2 separate regions of the Sus scrofa genome follow, and region 1 is linked to region 2. A link is a contact called in public HiChIP or PLAC-seq data. All regions are on one chromosome and are shown on one strand. Each heading gives the region's core, a stretch centred on a gene start, on an enhancer-like site or on the middle of the called end of the contact. The rest is flanking DNA. Distances are from core to core; before and after follow the strand shown.

Region 1 (6,250 bases), core at 2,313-4,812, 130 kb before region 2:
TCAGCATTTGTCCTCAATCCTTGAAACAGAGGCCCACAAATCAGAAGGGCACAGTGACATCCACCCAAATTTTGCTGCAACAGGTAGCACCGTCCATCTCCAGCACACATCACCAGCCTTCAGGGAGAATGTGTAGCCTGTCCTCAAGTCATTTTCTCTCTACCCAGAAACATTTTGAAACATCATTAAGGAAAAAAAAGAAATCAACCATACAATATCACCATCCCAAATCACTGTTTTAGTAATTCGCGCTGGAAGCAATGAGGATTCTGCTTTATTTATAAAATTCTAAACTCAAAATACCAAGACAGGTGGTATTATACTGGCTTTTTTTTTTTTTTTTTTGTCTTTTTGCCATTTTCTTGGGCCGCTCTTGCGGCATATGGAGGTTCCCAAGCTAGGGGTCCAATCGGAGCTGTAGCCACCGGCCTACACCAGAGCCACAGCAACGCGGGATCTGAGCCAAGTCTGCAACCTACACCACAGCTCACGGCAATGCCGGATCCTTAACCCACTGAGCAAGGCCAGGGATCGAACCCGCAACCTCATGGTTCCTAGTCGGATTCCACTGCGCCACGACGGGAACTCCTGTACTGGCTTTTAAGTGACTGTTACAAGACCTATAAAGGGTTTTGAAGAGAGGCTATGAACTTCCCAATCTCTGAGGATGCTACAATAAAGGAAACCCCTGCCTTATGGTCACACTGAGGGAAATGCTCCTCCCTTCTTCCCTATAACACTTGTTTCAAATGCACCTGTATATTAAAGAAATCAGAGCTTCCACTATTCTCTAGGTTTAAAAATAAAATGTTTCCTCCTTGCTCACATGATTCGTTTGCTTCAGGCTATATTTCCCAAAAGCTCTACAAAAAAGATAAAGGATTCAATGAATCATTTTTAGCATAAAAAATAGTGCTTGTAAGAAGCAGCCATCATTTGGGTCCTGGAAATGTATTAACCTTATCCCCAGTTCTATTTTATTTCTTTGTTTTTTGGGTTTTTTTGTCTTTTTATTTATTTATTTGCTTTTTAGGGCCTCACGCACTGCATATGGAGGTTCCCAGGCTAGGTGTCCAATTGGAGCTGTAGCCCACCAGCCTATGCCACAGCCACAGCAACGTCAGATCCGAGCTGCATCTGAGACCTACACTACAGCTCACAGCAATGCAGGATCCTTAACCCACTCAGCAAGGCCAGGGATGGAACCTGCGACCTCATGGATACTAGTCAGATTGTTTCCGCTGAGCCACAAGGGGAACTCCTCCCTACTTCTATTTTAAAATCGCTTTTTTTTTTATTGCCATGACAAACATTCTGATACAAATCAGATACTTCCATATGAAACAATTAACAAGGCCTAGAAATAATCCACTTTCTCCTATTTAGGGTTTTGTGCTATTTTATGGTTCATATGAAATGTAACATACACGAGGTTCTGTTTCAGGCAAAATGAAAAACAGATCGTGCAGCCCAAAGATTCAAAGCAAGTTTAAAAAGTCGTTTTCCATTAGATAAAAGTAGAAACTGGGCTTTGAGAGAGCTCTCCTGGCAAAATCAGGTGAAGACCCACCAAGCTAAAGCCTCTTTATCCAGTAACTAGGGATTTCAACCCATTCTTAAAACTTGTGGGTCCCCAGAACAAGGACTTAAAGGATAGAGAACTGCAATTTGTAACTATTTTTAGCCTGCAATCGCAGAGATTGTAAGCAGCCACAAAAAGGAAGACAACCGTGTTGCATTCTAGATGAAAGAGCACCAGCCCCGATGAATCACAGCGCTCCACCGAGCAAGGAAGTGTCGTTCCTACGAGGTGAGCCCTGCCCTTCCCTGGCCTCAATTTCCTCCTCTCTAAAAGGGACCAGCCAGCTCCTCACGTCCTCTTCCGCCCCATTAGTGAAACGCACCACTCAATGAGAAAAGGGGATTTTAATGGTATCTACCAAAAAAAGTGGTCCGTCTTCAAATAACTCTGTGCCAGACGTTCTATATACGTTCTCTGCCTCAGAACAACCCTTCAAGAAAAGTATGCTAGTCTCTATTTAAGATGAAGAATGTAGCGATCAGGATTTGAAGGCGTCCTTTGGCAGAGCTGGGTGCGAAAGATCTGTGTCAAGAAAGGGGAGCGGGACAAGTCCTAGGTAAAGGGGAGGAGCCTGGGCCTGGGAGGGACCCTTAGCTAAGGGGCGTGGTGTGGCGGGGCGGGCGGACTTGCCTTGAAGTAGGCGAACTGCAGAAACTTGTAGGGCTCTCGGCGCTGGAAGTCGGCCAGTACTTCGCGGCTGGGCTGTGACTGGCGGAAGGCTGGCAGGCCCTGCTTGCAGCGTTTGAGGCAGTGTGCGCGGCGCAGCAGGCCCCCAAAGAGGCGCAGCTCTGGATAGCGCGCGAGGCCGGCGGTGGGCTCAGGCTGTGGCGCCGCGCTGCAGTTGCGGTGGCAGAAGGCCTCGCTGTCGCGCAGCAGGCGGTGCAGCCGCAGGCTAATCTCCAGGTAGCCCACGCTCTCGGCCCAGTGCTCGCCGCTGTACTGGTCCAGCGCGTGCCGGTAGGCCGACTCGAGCGGCATCAGCTCGTCCCGCGGGAAGCTGCGGAAGCTGTAGCGCTCGTACTGGGCGCGTCCGGAGCGCAGCGCGCAGCCAGCGCACAGCAGCGCCAGCAGTGCCGCGGCCGCCCGGCGCCCCGACTCCATCGCTCCCGGCGGAAGGAAGGAAGGAAAGAAAGAAGGAGGGGAACGAAAAGGAAAGGAAGCGGGAGAACGGCACGACGCGGCGAGCCGAATGCTGGGAAGGCGTGGACGCCAGCCTCCGGCCCGCCCCGTCCGGCCGCCCCTCCCAACCCAGTCGGGGGGTCCGGGCGAAACTGCCTGCGCGGGGAGGGTGTCCTGGGGAGGCGCGCTGCCCTTTGGTTCTTACACGGTCTAACCCGTGATCCCAGGCTCCACTGTACGCTCCTTTAAAGAGGGCTGGCTGCAACCCAGAGGCGGCCCTAATAATGGATCCTAGATCAGCCCTGCTTAGACTTTATAATCACTATACGACTTGTGCAAACACAGATTCCTGGTCTATGCCCCCACAGTTTCTGATTAAGCAAGTCGGGGTTGGGGCTGGTGGTGTCCTGAGGATTTGCAGTTTTAACCTGCACTTTGGTGAGGCTGATGCTTCCGGTCCACTGGCTACATTTTGATGGCAGTGCCAACGCCTTACATTTCAGTGAGAAAAATCAATGCATAAATAAAATGAGGAAGTCGGAGTTTCCGTCGTGGCTCAGCAGAAAGGAATCTGACTGGAATCCATGAAGACGGAGGTTCCATCCCAGGCCTTGCTCAGCGGTTAAGGATCCGGCTTTGCCTTGAGCTGTGGTGTAGGTGGCAGACTTGACTCGGATCTGACGTTGCTGTGGCTGTGGCGGACGACAGCGGCTACAGTTCGAATTAAAACCCCTAGGCTGGGAAATTCCATATGCCGTGGGTGCGGCCCGAGGAAGACAAAAAAAAAAAGGTAATCAGTGGCACTGTGTAAACTATTAAGCTAATCAAGTTGAAGCATATGCTTGAGAAACCTGTGTGCACCAAAAGATGTGGATGGGGAGTTCCTGTTGTGGCTCAGCGGTTAACGAACCCGACTAACATCCATGAGGATGCAGGTTCCATCCCTGACCTTGCTCAGTAGGTTAAGGATCCTGCGTTGCCCTCAGCTCTGGTGTAGGTCCCAGACACAGCTTGGATCTGGCTAGAATCTGGTGTTGCGGTGGCTGTGGCATAGGCTGGTGACTACAGCTCTGATTGGACCCCTAGCCTGGGAACTTCCATATGCTGAGGGCGTGCCCTTAAAAAAAAAATGTGGATAGAATGTTAAAGCAGCATTGCTATTTTTCAAATTCTTTAAAAATTCTAAATTACAGAAAAGTTGCTAGGATAGTAAAAACATATCCTTCATCCACATTCAAAGATTGCTAAATTATACCACATTTCCCTTTTTATTTTTTTTCCCCTGAATCATTGGAGAGTAGATTGTATATATCGGGCCACTTATCCCTTAATCTTAGTTTGTATGACCTAAGAATAAAACTTCAGATAATGATCAAATTCAGGAAACAATGATAGAAAACTAAACTACATTCCCTATTCCAGTTTTGTCAACTTTTTTTTTTTTTTTTTTTTGGTCTTTTTGTCTTTTTAGGGCCACACCTGCGGCACATGGAGCTTCCCAGGCTAGGTAGGGGTCTAATCGGAGTTGTAGCCGCCGGCCTGCACCACAGCTATAGCCACACTAGATCCGAGCCACGTCTGCAACCTACACCACAACTCACCGCAATGCCGGATCCTGACCAGCTGAGCGAGGCCAGGGATCAAACCCACAACCTCATGGTTCCTAGTCAGATAGGTTTCCACTGCACCACGATGGGAACTCCAGTTTTGTCAACTTTCTAATAACGTTTTTTATAGCACATTTTTTCCCTGGAGAGGATGCAGTCCAATATCATGTATTATCTCTAGTTTTTACTTCTATTTAGTGTTCTGGAATCTGAACTTTTTCTTCAGCTTTTCTTGTTATGTCATTGACACTATTTAAAAATACAAACCAGTCAAAAATACACAGTTCCTGCTGTGGCATAGTGGGTTAAGTTTAGAGCACTGCCACAGCTCATGAAGGTCGAAGCTGCAGCTCCAATTTAATCTCTGGCCTGGGAATATCCATATGCAGCAAAAATAAATTTTTAAAAAATATACAAACCAGGAGTTCCCGTTGTGGCGCAGTGGTTAACAAATCCGACTAGGAACCATGTGGTTGTGGGTTCGATCCCTGGCCTTGCTCAGTGGGTTAAGGATCCGGCATTGTCATGAGCTATGGTGTAGATCACAGACGCGACTCAGATCCCACGTCACTGTGGCTGTGCTATAGGCCGGCGGCTACAGCTCCAACCTGACCCCTAGCCTGGGAACCTCCATATGCCGTGGGAGCAGCCCAAGAAACGGCAAAAAGACAAAAAAAAAAAAAAAAAAAAAAAAAAGAAAGAAAGAAAAGAAAAAGACAAAAGACAAAAATAAAAACAAAAAATAAAAATATACGAACCAAAACAAAGATGAGACCTACTGTACACCTAGGAGAATGGGCCAAAATCCAAAATACTGACAACACGAAATGCTGACGAGGATGTAGAACAACAGGAACTCTTCATTCATTGCTGGTGGGAATACAAGATGGTACAGTCACTTTGGAAGACAGTTTGGAGTTTCTTACCGAACTAAAAATACCCTGCGATACCATCCAGCAATTAGCACTCATTGGTATTTACTGAAATATGTCCACCCAAAAGCCTGCCCCAAAATGTAACAGCCTTTTACAGAATTGTCCAGTTTGGATGCAAACAAGATGTCCTTCAATAGGCAAATGAGTAAATTCACTGGTACATCAAGACAGTAGGCCTTTCTGCCCCTGGATGCCGCTGAGTAAGCATCATTATATCCTCCTCCCCACTACCATCATGTCTAAGTCAGAGTCTCCCAAAGAGCCGAACAGCTGCGGAAGCTCTTCATCGGAGGTTTGAGCTTTGAAACAACTGATGAGAGTCTGAGGAGCCATTCTGAGCAATGGGGGACATTCACAGACTGTGTGGTATGAGGAACCCAAACATCAAGCGTTCCAGAGGCTTCAGGTTTGTCACATATGCCACTGTGGAGGAGGTGGATGCAGCCATGACTGCAAGGCCACACAAGGTGGATGGAAGAGTTGTAGAACCAAAGAGGGCCATCTCAAGAGAAGATTCTCAAAGACCTGGTGCCCACTTAACTGTGAAAAAGATTTTTGTTGGTGGCATTAAAGAAGACACTGAAGAACATCACCTAAGAGAGTATTTTGAACAGTATGGGAAAATCAGTGATTGAAATCATGACTGACCGAGGCAGTGGCAAAAAGAGAGCTGTTGCTTTTGTAACCTTTGATGACCACGGCTCCGTAGACAAGATTGTCATTCAGAAATACCACACTGTGAATGGCCTCAACTGTGAAGTGAGGAAAGCCCTATCCAAGCAAGAGATGGCTAGTGCTTCATCCAGCCAAAAAGGTCAAAGTGGTTCTGGAAACTTTGGTGGTGGTCGTGGAGATGGTTTTGGTGGAAAAGACAACTTTGGTCATGGGGGAAACTTCAGTGGTCAAGGTGGCTTTGGTGGCAGTCGTGGTGGTGGATATGGTATCAGCGGGGATAGCTGTAATGGATTTGGTAATGACAGAAACCATTTTGGAGGTGGTGGAAGCTA
Region 2 (5,683 bases), core at 2,289-4,788:
TGCCTTGTTCTTCTTCTCGTTTTTGCAGTGCTGCAGGGTCCTGATGATCATGGAGTAGCAGAAGAGCATGATCCCCAAGGGGATCACAAGCCCTAGAATGTTGATCTCAAGGGAGCTCAGAACCTTCCATCTTGTGGAGTTGAAAGAATACTTGGTTTTGCAGTAGGTATGGTTGCGCTCAGTATAGCAAGTGCTGAACAAAAGCCCTGGAAGTGAAGCGAACACAGCCACCGACCACGTGGCCAGGCTGGTGATGACCCCATAAGTCAAGGTCCTTGCTCTCAGGGAGAAGACCGCGTGCACAATGGCCAGGTACCTATCGATGCTCATGAGCATGATGAAGAAGATGCCACTGTAGAAGCCCACCAGGTACATCCAGGAAACCAGCTTGCAGAGGCCTAACCCAAACACCCACTGGTCTGCGGCATAGTAGCCCCAGAAAGGGAGTGAGAGCACGAAGAGCAGGTCTGAGATGGCAAGGTTGAGCAGGTACACGTCGGTCATGGACTTGAGCCGCTTGTACTTGAACAGGACCAGAACCACCACAGAATTTCCAAACAGACCAAAGAGGAAGACCAAGGAGTAGAGGGGAGGCAGGAAGAGCCCCCCAAATGCCTTGATGCCTTCCTTGGTGCAAGGCTTGGGGATGCTTTCAAACAGATAATAATTGCTATAGATGCTTTCATCCAGGGTGGTGTCTGCTATATCTGTGGGGTTCATTTTCAGATTTACAGGCTCCTCAAGGCAGGTCTGAGCCCAACCAGAAGAACTTAAAGAGGGAAGAGCCAACAAGATTTCTGTAAGAACACAAGCAAATCAAACCAGTGCTGAGTGCAGAGCACAGCTGCTTTGTATTTTGCCCTGGATAAGCCTACACTCTTCCCAACCTTCCCACACTGAAGGGCTCAGTTTCTTGAATTGAAGGGCAGTGCAGCCAAGCAAAATAATTCTGCCCTTTGGAGTCAGACAGATTCCAAATTCCAGCTCTACCAATTTTCCTACCCCTCTCCAGGAGCTCCAGTTCTCTCATGGGCAAGTAGGGGTAGAAAAACCTCCTTTTCAAGGAGGAATTTTTCAAGGATGTATTTCTGAGAGATAGTCTGGCATTACTGAAATCACTTGCAGGGATGACAAGACAAGCTGACATCCCCAAGAGTACTGCTCCCAGGGCCCTTCTGACATGAAAGCAAAAAATAAAAAAATAAAAGATAAAAAAAATCTATGTATGTTTCCCCTTCAGGTTGTAATGACAAAAATTCAGTGATACTTAGTTAAATCATCAGGCTAGAAGGGAACCAGATTGGCCTTTTGCCTTTATATAAAAATTCTAGGAGTTCCTGTCATGGCTCAGCAGAAACCAATCCGACTAGGAACCACAACATTGAGGGTTCCATCCCTGGCCTCGCTCAGTAGGTTAAAGATCTAGTGTTGTCGTGAGCTGTGGTGTAGGTCGCAGACACGGCTCGGATCAGAGTTGCTGTGGCTGTAGTGTAGGCCAGCAGCTACAACTCTGATTTGACCCCTAGCCTGGGAACCTCCATGTGCCATGGGTTCAGCCCTAAAAAGCAAAAAAGCAAAACAAAACAAAATTCTAATTCCTCCTGCCTGCTTTGCACTTTAGATTTCAAAGCATATTCACTAGTCTTATGCCCCTGTTCCCATGCCCCCTCCAACAAAAATCTGCTATCTAAGCCAAATAAGCATACTGAGCTATGGTGTAGATAACTCATGAAAGATTCAGAGAGGTTAAATGCCTTCCGGAGACCACACAGCTATGGAGAGAACTTGTTCCTCAGGCCCCAAGTCCCAGTGATGTACTGGAAAACCAGGTCTAGGGATGCTTTGATTTATGGCTTTTGCTGGTTTCCATGGTGCAAATTCTCCCACAATGGCTGAGGTCAAGCCACCAACTACCCCACAGAATTCTTGAAGATTCAACCATCAGCTCCTGAGAGCTGGCACAGGTAGCCCCAGCTCGCCACACCCAGCCCCATGTTCACTACAGAGTCCTGTCTTAGCCGGGACACATGTGGGCCAACTTGACACTAACACAGCAAATGTATTTTCAAGGCCCCACGGAAGGATGCAGTATTCAGTTAGGTAAAATGAGGGGAAATTTTGGTCTTTCATCAAAATCGCATATAAAAATGCATCTTACGCACTGAATTTTATCAGAGTGGGAATTAGTGGGACAAAAATCTAGAAAAGGCACATCACAGACAGAAATAAAATCTCTACCTCCCCAACCATGCTCATTTCCTATCAAACTGGCAGCTGAGGTTAAAACTTTCTTAACCTTACACACACGCACGCTCACACCACCCTCATTTCCTATCTAAATCAGCAGATGAGGAGGTTAAAACCTTCACATGTTCACGTGTGAATCAGAGCAATCCAGGGAGGAGGCTTTCTGACTCAAGACCACCTCCTCTTGTATTCTTCTTAATGGCTCCCTGATACTCATTAAAATCATTTTTACAAATTGTTCGATAATTCACATCTATTCCACTCCCTACGTCCCACCCTGAACACCACACACCCAAACACCAAAACTATGTGTTTCTCAAGGGAGAGGTTTTGATTTCTTCCTGCAATGGATGCTGAACATCTGGGGCATCACAGGGTCTCCAAAAAAAAAAAAAAAAAAAAAAGAGAGAGAAAAGAAAAGAAAAAAGCCAAAACAAACAAACAAACAAACTGTTAAATGTTATGGACTCTAGTTAAACAATAATTCTAATCTTTCTCTACCATTTTACTAGTGCAAATGAAAGGGATAGAAGAAGTTGATGAGTTAGGAAATTATCAGGAAAAGAAACAAAAGTCAACACGGCTGTTAAATGTCTGAAATCATTCTGTGGCCTGGTCTTTCTTGACCAGGGGTGTCTTGATAGAAGCAAGAAGCAGAGAAGTGTTTATGTTGAGTGAAAATTATCCGTGTTCCGAGCATGTGGCTTAGGCCAGATGTGTGCAGAAGAGAGCCCTGTGTATGTGTAAGAGCCGGTCAGATGAGGGCTCTGAGTGTGTGGGCACAGGTAGGTTATAAGCAAGCTGCGGGAGAGAGGCCAACTAGAATGACAGGCAGAATGACCAGGTTGCCCGAGTGATGGGCTGGCTGCGTGGCTGGGCAGCTTTCAGTGCTTCCAGGGTCCAGACACCTGTGGACCAAGCAGCACTTGGCCTGAGACCTTGAGAATGGTCCCACCCCCACTTACCTTGCTTGTCTTAAAGTGGCTCCAAGGAAGGTCTGCGAGGCAGTGCCCGGCTTGCTCAAGAAGCGTGATGCTAAGAAAGACAGGTGCCTTTGAAGGGCGCGTGGCTTCCTGTGAGCACCAGCTCTATCCCTCACTCATCTACGATGAGTGCAAGTGGGGTTTTTTGATAGAAGTAAGAAGCAGAAAAAGAGTGACTCTTAGCTTGGGTTCAGGTTAAACTCTTAGTCACTCATTTCCCAAAACAGAAAGCTAGGAAGCTTTGCCCTCTGTTAGATGAGGGAGGAAAATGAGGGGAGGTTTCTTATTCGTTTTTTGTTTTTGGCCACAGCATCCAATGGCTTGATGTGGAATCTCAGTTCCTAGACCAGGGACTGAACTTGGGGCTGCAGCAGCAAAAGCGCCAAGTCCTAACCACCAGACTACCAGGGAACACCCCTGAAGTAAGTTTTTAAAAAGAGAAACTTTTTTAAAATTAAAAAAATTTACAAATTAAAAAAAAACTCTAAAAAGTTTTTAAAGTTTTAAAATTTGTTGGATTTTTAACTTAATTTTTTTCATCTCAGCTGGGTATGTACAGCAGAAATGATCTTTATATTCTGGATCAGTGGGCTATTTATTTATTTTCCCATCATGGATGTACAGTAGCCAGCAATCAAGATACTCTAAACAGTGGGATCTGAAGAGGTCAGAGTGAGAGGCCAGATTTACTCCAAATAAGGACAGTCAGGAGTAGAGAAGAGAAAAATGTATTCAAATGTGTGCATCTGACAGTGATGCGGAGGGTCTACTCAACCACATTCAATAAATGACAAGTCCTCAGTCTGGTGTAAAGTGCCATGAGGACTGAGCTCTGAGCCTCCTTCACAACAGGGGCTCAATGCCCTTTCTGCCTCAGGCCCTTTCTACTCAGTGGAGCTTCCCCTGACAATGATCCTGGCTGAAAGATTCTTTGGGTTTGTGTACCAATCGTAGCAAAGGGGCTGACACCAGTCCCAAGTCTTTTCTACCTAGTATCCTTGGCTTCTGTGAGCTCCCAGCATTTCCTTCTGTGTGTCTACAATTGCTTGGCTCTTTGGTTCAGCTTAAAAGAGCCACAAATTTCAATTTTCCTGAGGAATTTGCATGAATAAAAACTGAAAAACTGAGTAGAGTAGTGTTTATCAATGCTTTTTTCATTATCACTCCTCCTAAGGGGTCTCTTCAGATTAGTTTTTCCTAATCACTTTCCCATGAAATTTTAATACCATAGATAAATTGTAAATCTGCTTTTTATGCATACATATATGCTTTATATATAAAAGAGTAAGATTTGTTTTGGAGGTCAAGAATCTTGAGCTAGAACAGTGCTTCCCTGTGTGAAATGTGGAGCCAGATTCACAGAAATTTTGTGAAAAAGAAATGGAGATCTGTGGCCAAGTAAGCTTGAGGAATGCTGGCCTTGGGTGCGGGTTAAACACAGTTCCTTACTGTAGTGCTTTCCAGTGCTAATATTATCATGAACTCTGGAAGGAGACATAGAGTAAAAATGTCCACAATATGTTTTGTTTCCAGAGCTGACACCAGATCCTTGCTCAAATTCTGGCAATCCCTCCCTTAGATAGGAACTAGCATATATCTTTTAAGTAACAGGGTCAAGAGACAAAGAAAGGAAGCTATAGGAAGAGAAAAAAAAAGCCCAGATGGACCCAGCTGGAACCAAGATGAATCTGCCCTCCAGCAGCCTCTGAGCCTCATTCTATACTGATTTTACCACATCATCTACTAAATGACACACCTACCAAGCAGCCAGGACCTGAAGCTGTGCCATATGGGCTGACGCTGACCTGTGAACTAAGTTCCCATTTCCCCATTCCCTGGCCATTGAATAAAGCTTGTGCTGCACCCATCTCAGCTTCTGTTTTGTTTTTGGATGTGCAAACCGGAAAAACTTCCCCACCCAGGCAGGGGGCCTTGGCCAGGCTAGGGCCCAAGCAGGGGTGCATATGACCTAATCTGGTAAGAATCTGACCAGTGAATCTATGTCCATTATACAGAGTAACTTATAAAATGAACATGTTTTTTGGAAACATAAAGCCAGAGGAAGGTTTCACCATGGAATTAGAGGCATCTAGGGACAAGTTGCCCTGGGCGAGTTCATCTGAGCGTGTCGCCTAAGTCACCATGGACACCTCCATGGAGGGAGAGGAGCAGTATGAATGGATGATATCTAGAGGTCCAAATCATCATCAGTGATCACTGGTCATTGTGCGTCTGCAGATGGTCCCTTAAAGCCAGCGGGCACTCCCTTGACTCACTGGCCACATGACAGACACCCAGCCCCACCAACGGGGGTAAGCCTGAGCTCCAGGGTCCATGTTGGCTGAGGGCACTTGTTTTGAGGCCTGCTCAGTCCGGGTTGGATCTCAGTGCCACCACTAACTAGCTATGTGAACCTCAATTTTCTCATCTATAAAAAGGGGTGATAATGCATG

Evidence for each region. HiChIP or PLAC-seq counts read pairs in DNA pulled down with a chosen protein or histone mark.
Region 1: a contact with region 2 is called in an H3K27ac HiChIP or PLAC-seq map of alveolar macrophages. The contact joins the promoter of CRTAP here to the promoter of CCR4 in region 2. A contact is called at or near these places in 1 of 5 promoter capture datasets (fetal liver) and 1 of 2 datasets of contacts at active chromatin or transcription factors (alveolar macrophages).

Annotation. Positions count from the first base shown.
Region 1 is chr13:18,991,683-18,997,932 of Sscrofa11.1, reverse strand. CRTAP (cartilage-associated protein) reads right to left here and starts at 3,562. Exons shown (of 7, transcript XM_021071557.1): 1 at 2,213-3,562. The coding sequence starts at 2,683. It overlaps LOC106508320 (a long non-coding RNA gene), which reads right to left. Exons shown (of 3, transcript XR_002338195.1): 3 at 4,985-5,178. It also overlaps the pseudogene LOC110256564.
Region 2 is chr13:18,858,451-18,864,133 of Sscrofa11.1, reverse strand. It overlaps CCR4 (C-C chemokine receptor type 4), which reads right to left and starts at 3,538. Exons shown (of 2, transcript XM_005658814.3): 1 at 3,213-3,538; 2 at 1-769. The coding sequence starts at 720.